Linked DNA regions of Zea mays: all the other regions are linked to region 3. A link is a contact called in public Hi-C data. All regions are on one chromosome and are shown on one strand. Each heading gives the region's core, a stretch centred on a gene start, on an enhancer-like site or on the middle of the called end of the contact. The rest is flanking DNA. Distances are from core to core; before and after follow the strand shown. Region 1 holds the start of LOC542634 (glutathione S-transferase GST 34). Region 2 holds the start of LOC100383082 (putative cytochrome P450 superfamily protein). Region 3 holds the start of LOC541846 (glutathione transferase37).

Region 1 (4,227 bases), core at 1,414-3,913, 270 kb after region 3:
CTTTTGACTTCGTTGCGAGCACCTTCGGCTTTATCATCTGACATTTTCCGAAGCCTTTGCTTTCTAGGTCTGAAGGATGGATCGACATTGAGCGAGTGCTCAATAACATCTCTATTAACTCCGCAGAGATCATTGGCTGACCATGCAAAAACATCTTTGTTATTGAACAAAAACCTTATCAAGGTTTTATCCTGCTCTTCGGATAATTGAGAGCCTAACAGCACCTTCTGCTCTGCTATGTCCTCACATAAGAGCATAGGCTTCGGCTGATCTGCTGAAGCTGCTTTCTCCCTTCTGAATTTGTACTGTTCACAAGCTTCAGCTCCATCTATGTTATGGATTGCTTTTGAGTCAGTCCAATTGCCTTCGGCCCTTCTTGCAGCTTCCTGACTTCCATGGATAGCAATGGGTCCCTGATCCGAAGGTATCTTCATGCAAAGATAGGCAGGATGAAGGATTGCTTCGAAGGCATTGAGGGTACCACGACCAATAATTGCATTGTAAGGGTATTCCATGTCAACAATGTCAAACACAACTTGCTCAGTTCTAGTGTTGTTGATGAACCCGAAGGTCACTGACATGGTGATCTTGCCCAGTGCTACAATCTGTCTTCCTCCGAAGCCACAGAGAGGATGTGTAGCATCATGAATCTTATCTTCTGGCTCTTGCATTTGTCTGAAGGCCTTAGCAAATATAATGTCAGCTGCACTGCCTGTGTCAACCAAGACATTGTGGACCAGAAATCCTTTGATAACACAAGAGATAACCATGGCATCGTTGTGTGGGTAATCTTTGAGCTGAAGGTCCTCTTGGGAGAAGGTAATAGGAATGTGAGACCATCTTGACTTGATGAAGGGTCCTTGCACCCCAACATGTTGTACCCTTCTCTGTGCTTCCTTCTTTTGTTTCTTGTTAGCTGGTTCTGAGGACGAGCCACCTGTGATCGGGAGCACCAGCTTCGGGTCCGAAGCAGCTCCAGTTTGGTCGTTGAACGAAGCCATTAGCTCAAAAAAGTGGAAGTGAGTTCACCGGAGGTGGGCGCCAATGTTGGGGACTTGTTCTCAAATGCTATGAATTAAGAACAAGACAACATAATATGTTAAATGTCAATGTCCTTCGTCCATGAAACATTATTCCCTTGAGGATAATGGGCCTTGGACGAAGGCTAATAAGAGCATAATTACGAAGTTTAAGTCTTCGTAATAAAATTTCAGTAAAAATTATAAGATAACATAAAAAGGTATAAAGGGGATAAATACATCATAGACAAATTACATTGTATCTATTTAATGTATTGAATCATTGAATACATTAATACCTTTGCCTTGGCAAAAGGTTGGATTCCAGAAGATGCGATTGCAATAACTCGAATGCGTGAACAGTAATGGAATACTGTTCACTATTTATAGGCACAGGACGCAGCCTGTGAGGAATTACAAGTAAGCCCCTTATAAAAACTTACAACATTGACTCAGACCTTTATGGACTAAAAGGTCATTCTATCTTTAAGTCGGTTTGCAATACCGAAGCTTCACAAAGAGGAACCTTCGGCCATTTTATACAAACAGCTTCCGTCGAAGACTGCTTCTCCCTGCAAGACCTTCGGCGACGAAGCATAGGCCCAACAGGAATTATTGCTCTCTGTCAAGGCAAAGGTATAAATGTAATCAAACACCATGTTTTAATATCTCAGTTTATAAGATAAAATGAGCTATTCTTAATATTCTTTAACGTTTTATATTTTATTCTGCGTTATTTTACTTCTAACTACGAATGTGAGACCTTTGTAGTTCATCATCTTTAACCTTCGTCCGAAGCTCATTAAATCCTCAGGGAAATAATACTTCAGCGGACAAAGGGTTTTAATATTTAACATTTTATGTTGCCTTGTTTTCAATTTATAGCATTTGAGAACAAGTCCCCAACAGGAAGTTAGTAGCTTCACGCCATCAGCTGACTAACTTCCTACGACTTACTGTAGCCCGTAGGAAGTTAGTTGGGCTGACTGTAGCCCATAAGAAGTTAGCGGCTTGTTTGACCACACGCTTGAGTTAGCATGTGAAAGCTAACTTCTTACAATTTTTATAAAACACCGTAGGAAGTTATGTTTATTTCCTAGAGCTACCAATTGCCTCTCGGAAGTTATTTATATTTTCTACGGTTTATTATAAAAGCTGTATGAAGTTAAAAAACCGTAGGAAGTTTTTGTTTTTGTGTAGTGCTTCTAGTCTAGTTCATAGAAAAGGAGAAAAATGTTCATTTTTTCTGTCAACTCTTTGTCTCTCTCTCTTCCTGTTTGATTAGGAAACGGTTGACTGACTGGCAAGGTGTACTGTTCTGAACTGGTCGACCGCACAAAATCCAGCACACAGCAGCTTCCTCATCTGGAAATGCAAGGTACGACGCTCAAAAAAGAGGCAGTTGTGTCCGGAGGAAGTAAAAATCCTCTAAGTACAGAGGATCCGCTCGCGTGTCCGGAACATGACGCACGCAAGGACGTCTAGAATCTCTAGATAGCCCGTGGAGAAAAAGGGAAAAGAACGAGCGAGAGCTCATATATCCACATGCAACTCGCAGCAAACTTGTCCTCAGGGTATATTTGTAGGTCACGATTCACGACGGAAACAGTAGTGCTGTCACCTGTCAGTAGAGCTCTCCCCTGGGCCAAGAACTCGATCCGAGCAAAAAAATGTCGGAGGCCGCCGTGCGAGTGATCGGCCTATGGCCGAGCCCGTTCGTGATCCGCGTCCTGATCGCGCTGAAGCTGAAGCATGTGGAGTACGAGTTCGTGGAGGAGGTGGTGGGCAGCAAGAGCGAGCTGCTGCTCGCGTCGAACCCGGTGCACAAGAAGATCCCCGTCCTGCTCCACCACGGCAAGCCCCTCTCCGAGTCCCTAATCATCGTTCAGTACATCGACGAGGTCTGGTCCTCCGGCGCGCCGGCGGCCATCCTCCCCGCCGACCCTTACGCGCGCGCTGTCCAGCGGTTCTGGGCGCAGTACGTCGACGACAAGGTAGCTAGCTAGTCGACTCGAACCGACCGACCGAGCTCTTCCTCTGATCGAGCACGCAATTCTGATCGGTTCTCCACAGAAATTTAGCAATGATGGTTTCCCGGCTGGCTGGTTGACGTGTACGTATACGCAGATGCACCCGGCGATCCGCGTACTGAAGGGAACGTACGACGGGGACAAGGAGCAGGCGGCGGGGCAGCTGTCCGCGGCCCTGCAGCTCCTGGAGGAGGCTTTCGCGCAGCTCGGCCAGGGGAAGCGCTACTTCGGCGGGGACAGCGTCGGGTACCTGGACATCGCCCTGGTGTCGCACGTCGGCTGGGTGAAGGCGGTGGAGAAGATCGCGGGGGTCACTCTGCTGGACGAGGCGAAGGTTCCCAACCTGGTGGCGTGGGCTGACCGGCTGTGCGCCCACCCGGCCGTGGTGGACGCGATCCCTGACGCCGACAAGTTCGTTGAGTTCAGCGTGACCTATGGGTCGTTCTCTTAATCCTATCAATGCTCCCAAAGTGAGCAAAATGGCTCCGCATTGCGCTTTGTGATTTTCACTGCGCATGTGCCGGTGCATGTCACCGTCAATAGCATGTAGTTTGTATACATGTCCTTCTGTGAAAATAAAGCTTTGCTGCCCGTCAAAGGGAAATCGACATATATATACACTAGTGGCTCGATCTGTATTCTTCAGTGCAAAGCTTACTGTTCTGAACTCGTACATTCCATTTCAGTTTCAAGGATAAAGTCCAGTTTAACAAAACAACAACACGACCGGGCGCATATGCCTAGGCTTCCTGCTGGCGGCAACATCGTGCGCATTCTCTCGCTGCTCCAGCGGCGCCGCTCATCTGCCAGCTGCGCGCCGGTAGCGGTCGTCCGCCTCAGCACCCGGCAGCACAAGCTGACGATGCTCCTCGTTGAACTCTCGCGTTCCTCTCATCTATAGATGTCCAAACAGCGCGGGTCGCCCGTTTGGCCCGTGACCCGACACGATTTTGGTCCGGTCCAAGCACGGTCCGGCACGGTTAATAACGGGTTCGGGTCGGCACGGCCCGTTAAGCGGGCCGGGTTTGGACGGCTACGAAGGCCCGCGTGCTATGGCCCGGCCCGGCACGAGCTGCAGGCCGGCACGGTGGCGGCCCGTAAGCCAGCCACAGACAGCCTAGCCCTGCGGTTGCACTCGAGGTTGACGACGACGCCGGCTGTTACTGTCGGCGGCAAGA
Region 2 (4,166 bases), core at 992-3,491, 370 kb after region 3:
TAGCAACGCACGGGCATACACCTAGTGATTAATTAATTGATCATCTATGATCTATCTCTATTCATGCTCTGCAGTCTGCAGGCGCATGCGGGCGACCCCGGCCCGGCAGGCGAGCGGCGGCGACCACGGGGGCTTTAGACCGGGATTGAAAATGCACCGTATTATTACTGTTGGTTACTCTAGTATTTATTCCAATCCATATATAGTGAGGTAAATGATAGAGTATCCAAATAATGTTTTAATAATCTTGACTAAAATATCCTTAAATATCATCAATATTTTTTTTGCATGGTCCACGTCTGATATATTTTCTGAACAGAGGAACTGGTGGTCCTTGCAACTTGCAAGCACGGTAAGGAACCTCTTTAATTTGAATATAGTTCCTAGCTCACTAATTTTGGTTATGGTCCACGACTTAAGTTAACCGCGATCGGTTCCTCCTACTTTTTAACCATTCTTGTCAACTGACGAAGGGTACTATTCTAGTATTCTTGTTTCACGCACACCGACCGATAAGCGATGACCCAAGTCGGTCGCCGTCATCCTACCTTGTGGCGTTCTTGACAAGATCAATATTTTCACCTTGAATGTAACTTCACTCGGCCGGCGATATATGTGGCTACTACTACTACGTGCCAAATCATCTAACAATGTACCGGGGACAAGTTCAAAGTGTTAGGATAAAGTTCCTCGTCACGTATCCTCCACGTACTACTGGATCTGGTTCAAACGCCTAAAAACATTCAATCTCTAAATTTGGACACCTGTGCAACTCATGCTCCTATCTTCGCCAGGCCCCCTACCTTGTAAATAAGGGTACTATTAATAGTATAAACTAGTTACTATCCCAAAAACAGTTTCTTTATTAACTTCTATCATATACTCAATCGGTCCCAAACTAGAATCCGTTTGATTTTTTGTGCCACGTTTGACCACTCGTCCTATTAAAAAAATTATAAAAAAAAATCCAAAACCACTTAAACTATATTATATGCTAAATAATATTAAAAAGTAATAATAATATTTTTTTTGAATAAGACGAGTCAACCAAACTTAAAGTAAAAAATCGAAAGAATTATAAATTGAAACGGAGGTAGTAACTTATAATATAAATAATCTTATATGATATTTTAATATAATCTTAAAAATGACCAGTTTCATGAAAATAGTATTCCTCTTTCTTATTGAAATATAAAATAATATACTTAGAGTTCGCGTATTATAGCTCATCGTTGAAGCTGCCCTAAAGATATTTGATCTGGCAACCTTATAATAAACCCAAATATTTTTTTCAACCCTGCCAGGCTGTCGGCACGCGTTTCGCCTAAACATTGTCGGCTGAAAAGTAAGGGTGGTCAAAGGTGCGTGCTCAATGTGAGCATAACAAAAGTTTGTAGACACCAATAAATATTAGTTCTTCCCTAATACAAAAACTTAGGACGAGTAGAGATTAGAATTATAATCGAAGCGTGCGAACCTAGAATTTTTAAATTTAACCCGTCTATTTTTATATTTACGGAAAAATATGAAAATATGACGGAAGTGAGAGAGGGTTTATTCCCTCCGTTTTTGCGGGATCCTGTTTTTATCCGGATTGAATGTGTATTTGATAAATATAGGACAAGACTAATATGCATTAATATATAAACTAAAGCCTCGTGTCTTTAGGTGATAAATTATAGCAAAAGTGGTCATTGTAACCATCGGTTCTTTCCAATGTAAAGTGGTGTAAAGTTTTAAACAACATCGGATATAGTTAAATGTACATCATTAGCAATCAAACAATAATAAAATGTTGCCTCTCTGTATCTATTTGTTTTATGTTATTGTCCAACCAATCAATCACTAGTTAACCATCAATATCATTTATGTTTGTATTAAATTACGAGTTTCCGTTAGTATCCATTTTCATTTGTTTTCGCAATTCCGTTTATCCTAATTCTGTTTTCGTTCTCGACTATTTCGGACTGATGATAAAATGCGGATATAGATCCGTTTTCATCGCAATCGCTGTGGCTGCCAAGACTTCAAATGTCATGCTCACGTAACATATATAGTAGCGTGGAAAAATAAATAATGTTGGGGGTTGCTATGGGATGACTTCAAAATATGCTTTCTTTTGGAGGTTGTGGGGTGGAGCTAACGACACGATGACGAATTGAGAACGAGTGAGAGAGGCGATCACTTCTATATATATACAACAACCATCTCATAAGAGCCGGAGCCACAGCCAAATGATACTCTTTGGTTAGCCAGCCGAAATTCTCTAGCCTGGCAGCAGCCATGGGAGAAGCACAAGACTACTACGACACCTCCACGGCTCTGGCCGCCGCCGCCGCCGCCGCCGCCGGCCTCGCGCTGCTCGCGGTCTGCTCGTACTACCTGCTCGTCGGGCGGCGCCGCGGCGGCGGCGGCGGCAAGGCGCCGAAGCGGTACGCGCCGGTGGTGGGGACGGTGTTCCACCAGCTGTACCACGTCCGGCGGCTGCACGACTACCACACGGACCTGTTCCGGGAGCGCAAGACCTTCCAGCTGCTGGTGCCGGCCGGCCGGCGGCAGATATACACGTGCGACCCCGCCGTGGTCGAGCACATCCTCAGGACCAACTTCGCCAACTACGGCAAGGTACGTGAGAGACACCCGCTCCTCCGGCGCTCCCTCTGCCGTTGTTAGGCTTTCCTCCGACGTCGCAACTTGTGGAGGCTGAACGGCATCACAAGATTGGGTTTGTGGTGCGCTCTAGTCCTCCGCCATACGCGCGCCATCACAAAACTTTGTAGCCCGGCCGAACCGATCTCGATCGATGCTCGATAAGCTAGCGTGTGTTTTGGTTTTAGGATTTTGTGGGATGGGTCACAGTGTCACACATCACAGCACATCCATCCTGATAGTGATTGGATGGAGTACGTGAATCCGTTTTCCGTTTCGTTACATGAGTTGGGTCGTCCATCCCCCTATTTCTTTTTTGGGGTAGGATAAAATGTCTTGCAGTAGCATCCTCCAATTTTCATTTTCTATCTTGCGTTCTCTTCTGCGGGCTGAGCCAAATCGCGCGCGCCGAATTCCGTCCGCGGGGAGCGCAACCTCCGGCGAGCTTCGCCCTGCGACTCTGGCGAGCAGCTGAGCTTTGCCGCCGTGACCCTGATCTCCGCGCCGTGAAGTGGGTCACGTCTTCCCCTCCCCTCCGTACCGTTCCAACCTCCGTCTACACAATACTCAGCTGATGTCGCGGTGGATGTGGATCTAACTGACTTGAATCTCCAACCAAACACTGCCAAATCTGGGTCCAATCTATCCCAACCCACAGATAAAGCCTCAACCCAAACGAATTTAGGTAATTTCAATCAAATTGCGTGAATCTAGAGCATCTATATTTTGAAACTTAAATCCAATCCCGAAACCCTAAACATAATATAAGAGCTAGTTTTAAAACTTAAATCCAATCCCGAAGATTGTGAAGAAAATGGGTTAATTTTTCACTCAGTCTCCGGAAATCTAGTGGATTTAAGTTCCTAAACTAACCTTAAAAAAGAAAAGACACGGGGTGGAAACCGCCATGCTGGTCACCTGTCTGATTTTTGGAAGATGAGGAAGGAGTTCCATCCAATTTTGTTGGTGAGGAAGAAAAAATTAACTTGTGCGAGAGTTTGGTCAAAATTGACATTTTCCAGTTTGTTTTATGTGGTCCACTGGTAACCAGCCCCTGAAACCCGATCAACGCAAAATGATTGAAGAGACCACTTTTTGGTTTGACAATGAATGGGCCTCCATTAAAGCATGTGTTTTTCTATGGACCTTTAATGGGCCCTCCGATTCTAGAGCAAGCTAACGAGTCTATTCTAGTCTAGTTTCCGAATTTCCTTGCTTGTTTCCGGCTGATGACGATGACGATGACGCGTGCTTCATCTGGACCGTACAGGGAAGCTTCAACTACGAGAACATGACTGACCTGCTCGGCGACGGCATCTTCGCCGTGGACGGCGACAAGTGGAGGCAGCAGCGGAAGATCGCCAGCTACGACTTCTCCACGAGGGCGCTGCGCGACTTCAGCGGCTCGGTCTTCAAGAGGAACGCCGCGAGGCTCGCCGGCATCGTCTCCGGCAAGGCGGCGTCCGGGCAGCCCATGGAGTTCCAGGGCCTCGCGCTCAGGGCGACCATGGACTCCA
Region 3 (3,711 bases), core at 523-3,022:
AGCAGGGGAGGAGAGGGAGAGCAGCACCAGGAGAACGCAGGCAGAGAGAGAGGGGCAGGCAGCAGCACTCACTCACGAGACCGTCCACCGCGATGCACTCTCTTGCCCGTGCCCTCATCCTCCCCTTCCCCCTCCACCTCCGCGGCGCCCGCGGTAACCTCGCCACGCCACATCGCGTGCGAGCACCAACCGTGGCGAGCATGGATCGAACGTCGAGGCGGGACGATGACGGCTAGCAACGCCGCGTCCATCACCGGCACCGCCACGCACGGCGTGACGAGGTCCGATGGGGGCATGGTGGTGAGGTTGAGGGGGAGCCAGCAGATCGGGCTCCAGTACGGCGACGGCTGTCGGCAGTCGCAGACTCACGCGCACAAAGCGTCGTGGGAGGGGGCGTCGCGGGGGAGGGTGGTGGGGGGCGGACAGCGGTTGTCTCGCGGAGTTGCGGCCATCGCGTGGGGGTGACAGGATGGGCGACGTGCGGGGCGAGTTGGGGCACGGTATTGCACCTGCTTGCCGGCCATGGCCGCCGTCGAGGTCATGGGATCAGAGGTTTCGTGTGGTGCGGTGAGCCACGGGGGTTACGCGGGGGAGGGGCATCGGGGGTGGAGACAGAACCGGGAATGGGAATAGGAATGAGAACGGTAGGAATGGGAATGACAGAACTAGTAATGGCAGCATACCCCTTACCTTCTTAATAGTAGTAAAGATATTACAAACTCTTTCAGTAGGAAAGAGGAACCAAACATGCCTTTCAACAGGAAAACTAATGGCACTCCTAGCTAAAGCATGAGCATCCTAATTAGATTGCCCACCTTCATGAACTAAACTTTAACCTTGTCAAAGTCTCCTGCTTAGAGTTGACTGACCACATGCTGGCAGATAGATGGCCCAAGGCCCAGCACCTACGGCAGCCCACGACGAGCTCGCCTAATCTTGTTATACTCCAGCAGCCTCTGCACGTCAGGTATCACCTCCCTGACGCCGTCGAGCGCGGCGAACCGGTCCGCCCACGCCGCCAGCAGCGGCGTCTTGGCGGGGTCGATGACCCTCACGCCACACATCACCTCAGACGCGCGCAGCCACCCGAGGAAGCCGCCTAGCACGACGTCCACGAGGCCAGCAGCGTCCCCGCCGAAGAACGCCTTGCCTCCGGAGCACTCATCGAACGCCCGCTCAAACTTCTCCAGCACGGCCACTACCTGCCTCGCCGCCGCGACCCTGTCCTCGCTCGTCCTGCCGTTGTAGACGGGTATCCAGGTGGGAAAGAGCTGCAATCCATTATCCAAGCCGCGCACAACTACCGGGGTCAGTCGACCAGTACGAAATCTGAAGTTGATTTGCAGCCGTGCAGTGCAGGGGAGGGGCGGCACGGTAATTAATACCTTGTCGTCGACGTAGGAGGCCCAGAAGCGGTCGACCGCGCGGCGGTACGGGTCGGCGGGGAGGAGGCAGGGGCCGCTGGCCGGGAAGGCCTCGTCGATATACTCCACGATGACCCGGGACTCGCAGACGGGCCTGCCGTCGTGGAGGAGCACCGGCACCTTCCCGTGCACGTGGTTGGAGGCGAGGAGGAGCTCGCTCTTGCTGTCCAGGTTGTCCTCCACGTATCGGTAGGCGAGGCCCTTGAGGTTTAGCGCGACGCGGGCCCTGATAACGAACGGGCTCGACCACACGCCGAGCACCTTCAGCTCTGGGTCTTTGTCCGCTTCTCGTCCTGCCATGGCTTGCTGTTAGAGCTTCAAGTGAGTGAGACAGTGACCTGTGAGTAGTCTGTAGTCTCGAGTTTCTTTGAACTCTGGACTATCCGTTCTGCGAACATCAGCATTCAGTCCATGGCTCCATGTAGATCGTCATCTGTTTTGGTCTTTTGGATCGGTGCGAACGTCCGGATTCGGTCCATGCGACCATGTGCATGGATCAGACGTACAGTTTGTGTACGTCATCCGTGACGTGCCCTCACTTCGACAAAAGGGCGGCCTACACGGGTAAATTTGTATTGACTTTGACTAACAGAGCGAGCATCTCTAAGAGACTAGTCAAATAGCTTGTCTAACTAAATTTTACTTATCCAATATTAAAATAACTTTTCAACAGTATCTGACTCGCTAAACTATCTGACTCTATAAATTAACTTATTCACTAGTTAAATTTGGCTAGCTACTCTGACTAGTCAAACTAAATAGATAATCTGGTAGAGTGATATGCTATATATAGAGTATAATCTTTATAAAAAGATAAATATAGAGTCAAATAGAAAGCGAAAAATAAAGAATCTCTCGAAGGTTTGAGTCTCTTTAATTTGCTTCCTAATGCTATTATTTTTAGCTGCATTCTTTATTTTTAAACTACTAGTAACTACATAACAAGAACTTTCTTCTAGAAAATGCACAACAGAAAAACCACATGTATAATTCACAACCGGTAAATGAAGGATCCAAACAGCCGACCAGAGTGGTGAATAGAAACCAATAAAATTTCTTTGCGCTTATACAATCTTGGCTTGTTTCATAATGCTACACTCAAACCTCCAAAACATTATTAAATGACACACAACAAATACATGGGCACCCACTAGTGCTTAATGTTCTCGGTGATGACCAAAGAACATAGCAAAACGTTCAAAACGGCTAGAATTCTGTTTGTAAGAAGAATATTTTAAAATCGGAAATTAAGCACTTAACCTTGGTGGGAATGAAGAGAATGCTCAAGCCAAAAACATATCAACCAACTTGTGATTGTTTTGGAAACGTTCCTAGGCCATATACGAGTCCAACGAAATAAACAGAATGCAAAACGTACACCGAAGCCTCCGTAATGATCCAAAGCTGTGTTGTTTACTCAGGTTGTTTTCACCACCCCGAACCGTATTCTAAAATGAAAATTCGATCTAAACTTACCCTGACTGAGCTAAAATTTTGTAGACACCTTCACAAGAGAGTTTCAAAGGTGTGCATAAAATTTGAGCTAAAAATATTTAGACTTCAAAGTCGGAAATGAAAATATGAATTTGAATAAGAGATTTCACAAAATAGCTCAAGAGATTGGAAAATCGTGCTCTCGGTGAATCAGCTCACACCACTTGGTGACAATGATCCTAAGAGGACCTAGCATGTTTGTATCTAGCCCAAATGCCTCCAACAACTCAGATCCTTAAAATCTCTCAAAACACCAAAACAAAGAGCTTGGGAGGAGAAATCAAAGAGACAACTTCAAGCCATCAAAGATGCAAAGGGAGATACTTCAAAAATATACCACATGAGGTCACAGTGCGATTAAGAAGACACTTTCTAAATCACAAAAACATAAGTGTCAAGTACAAGAGCACGTATAGATCTCCTAACAACAAAAACTAGAGAATAAAACACTAAAATAAGCAAGCTAAAGAGATAGATATCCCTTCTCTGCTATTTATAGAAGGTCATTCCTACCTCAACTAACCCTTGATACATAAAGTCTATCCACTCAGTCGAAGCAAAATGGCCCAACTCTTGAAGCTTTGATCTAATGACTACACACTCTTCACAAAGTTGCTTCGCCTTAACACAACCTCCATGATGATACCATGTGTTGCCTCCAATTTTCCTCGAAAACCGAGTCATCGTGCAGCTAGGGTTAAGAAGTAGACAAGGACAAAGTCGATGTTGTGGTAGTGTGTGTCGTATGCGAACATGACTAGTGCATAATAAGTTATGGAGGGAGACATTTATA

Evidence for each region. Hi-C and Micro-C count contacts between places; a contact is called where the count stands out from the background.
Region 1: a Hi-C map of ear shows a contact between it and region 3, with 3 times the contacts expected there. The contact joins the promoter of LOC542634 here to the promoter of LOC541846 in region 3. A contact is called at or near these places in 2 of 25 Hi-C or Micro-C datasets (bundle sheath and ear).
Region 2: a Hi-C map of bundle sheath shows a contact between it and region 3, with 2.7 times the contacts expected there. The contact joins the promoter of LOC100383082 here to the promoter of LOC541846 in region 3. A contact is called at or near these places in 2 of 25 Hi-C or Micro-C datasets (bundle sheath and leaf).

The regions. Positions count from the first base shown.
Region 1 is chr1:82,101,958-82,106,184 of Zm-B73-REFERENCE-NAM-5.0, reverse strand. LOC542634 (glutathione S-transferase GST 34) reads left to right here and starts at 2,663. Exons shown (of 2, transcript NM_001112159.1): 1 at 2,663-3,013; 2 at 3,147-3,661. The coding sequence starts at 2,690. The coding sequence ends at 3,500.
Region 2 is chr1:82,006,898-82,011,063 of Zm-B73-REFERENCE-NAM-5.0, reverse strand. It overlaps LOC100383082 (putative cytochrome P450 superfamily protein), which reads left to right and starts at 2,241. Exons shown (of 5, transcript NM_001175753.1): 1 at 2,241-2,625; 2 at 3,920-4,166. The coding sequence starts at 2,284.
Region 3 is chr1:82,374,017-82,377,727 of Zm-B73-REFERENCE-NAM-5.0, reverse strand. LOC541846 (glutathione transferase37) reads right to left here and starts at 1,772. Exons shown (of 2, transcript NM_001158757.2): 1 at 1,386-1,772; 2 at 672-1,271. The coding sequence starts at 1,724. The coding sequence ends at 906. It also overlaps the pseudogene LOC100217074.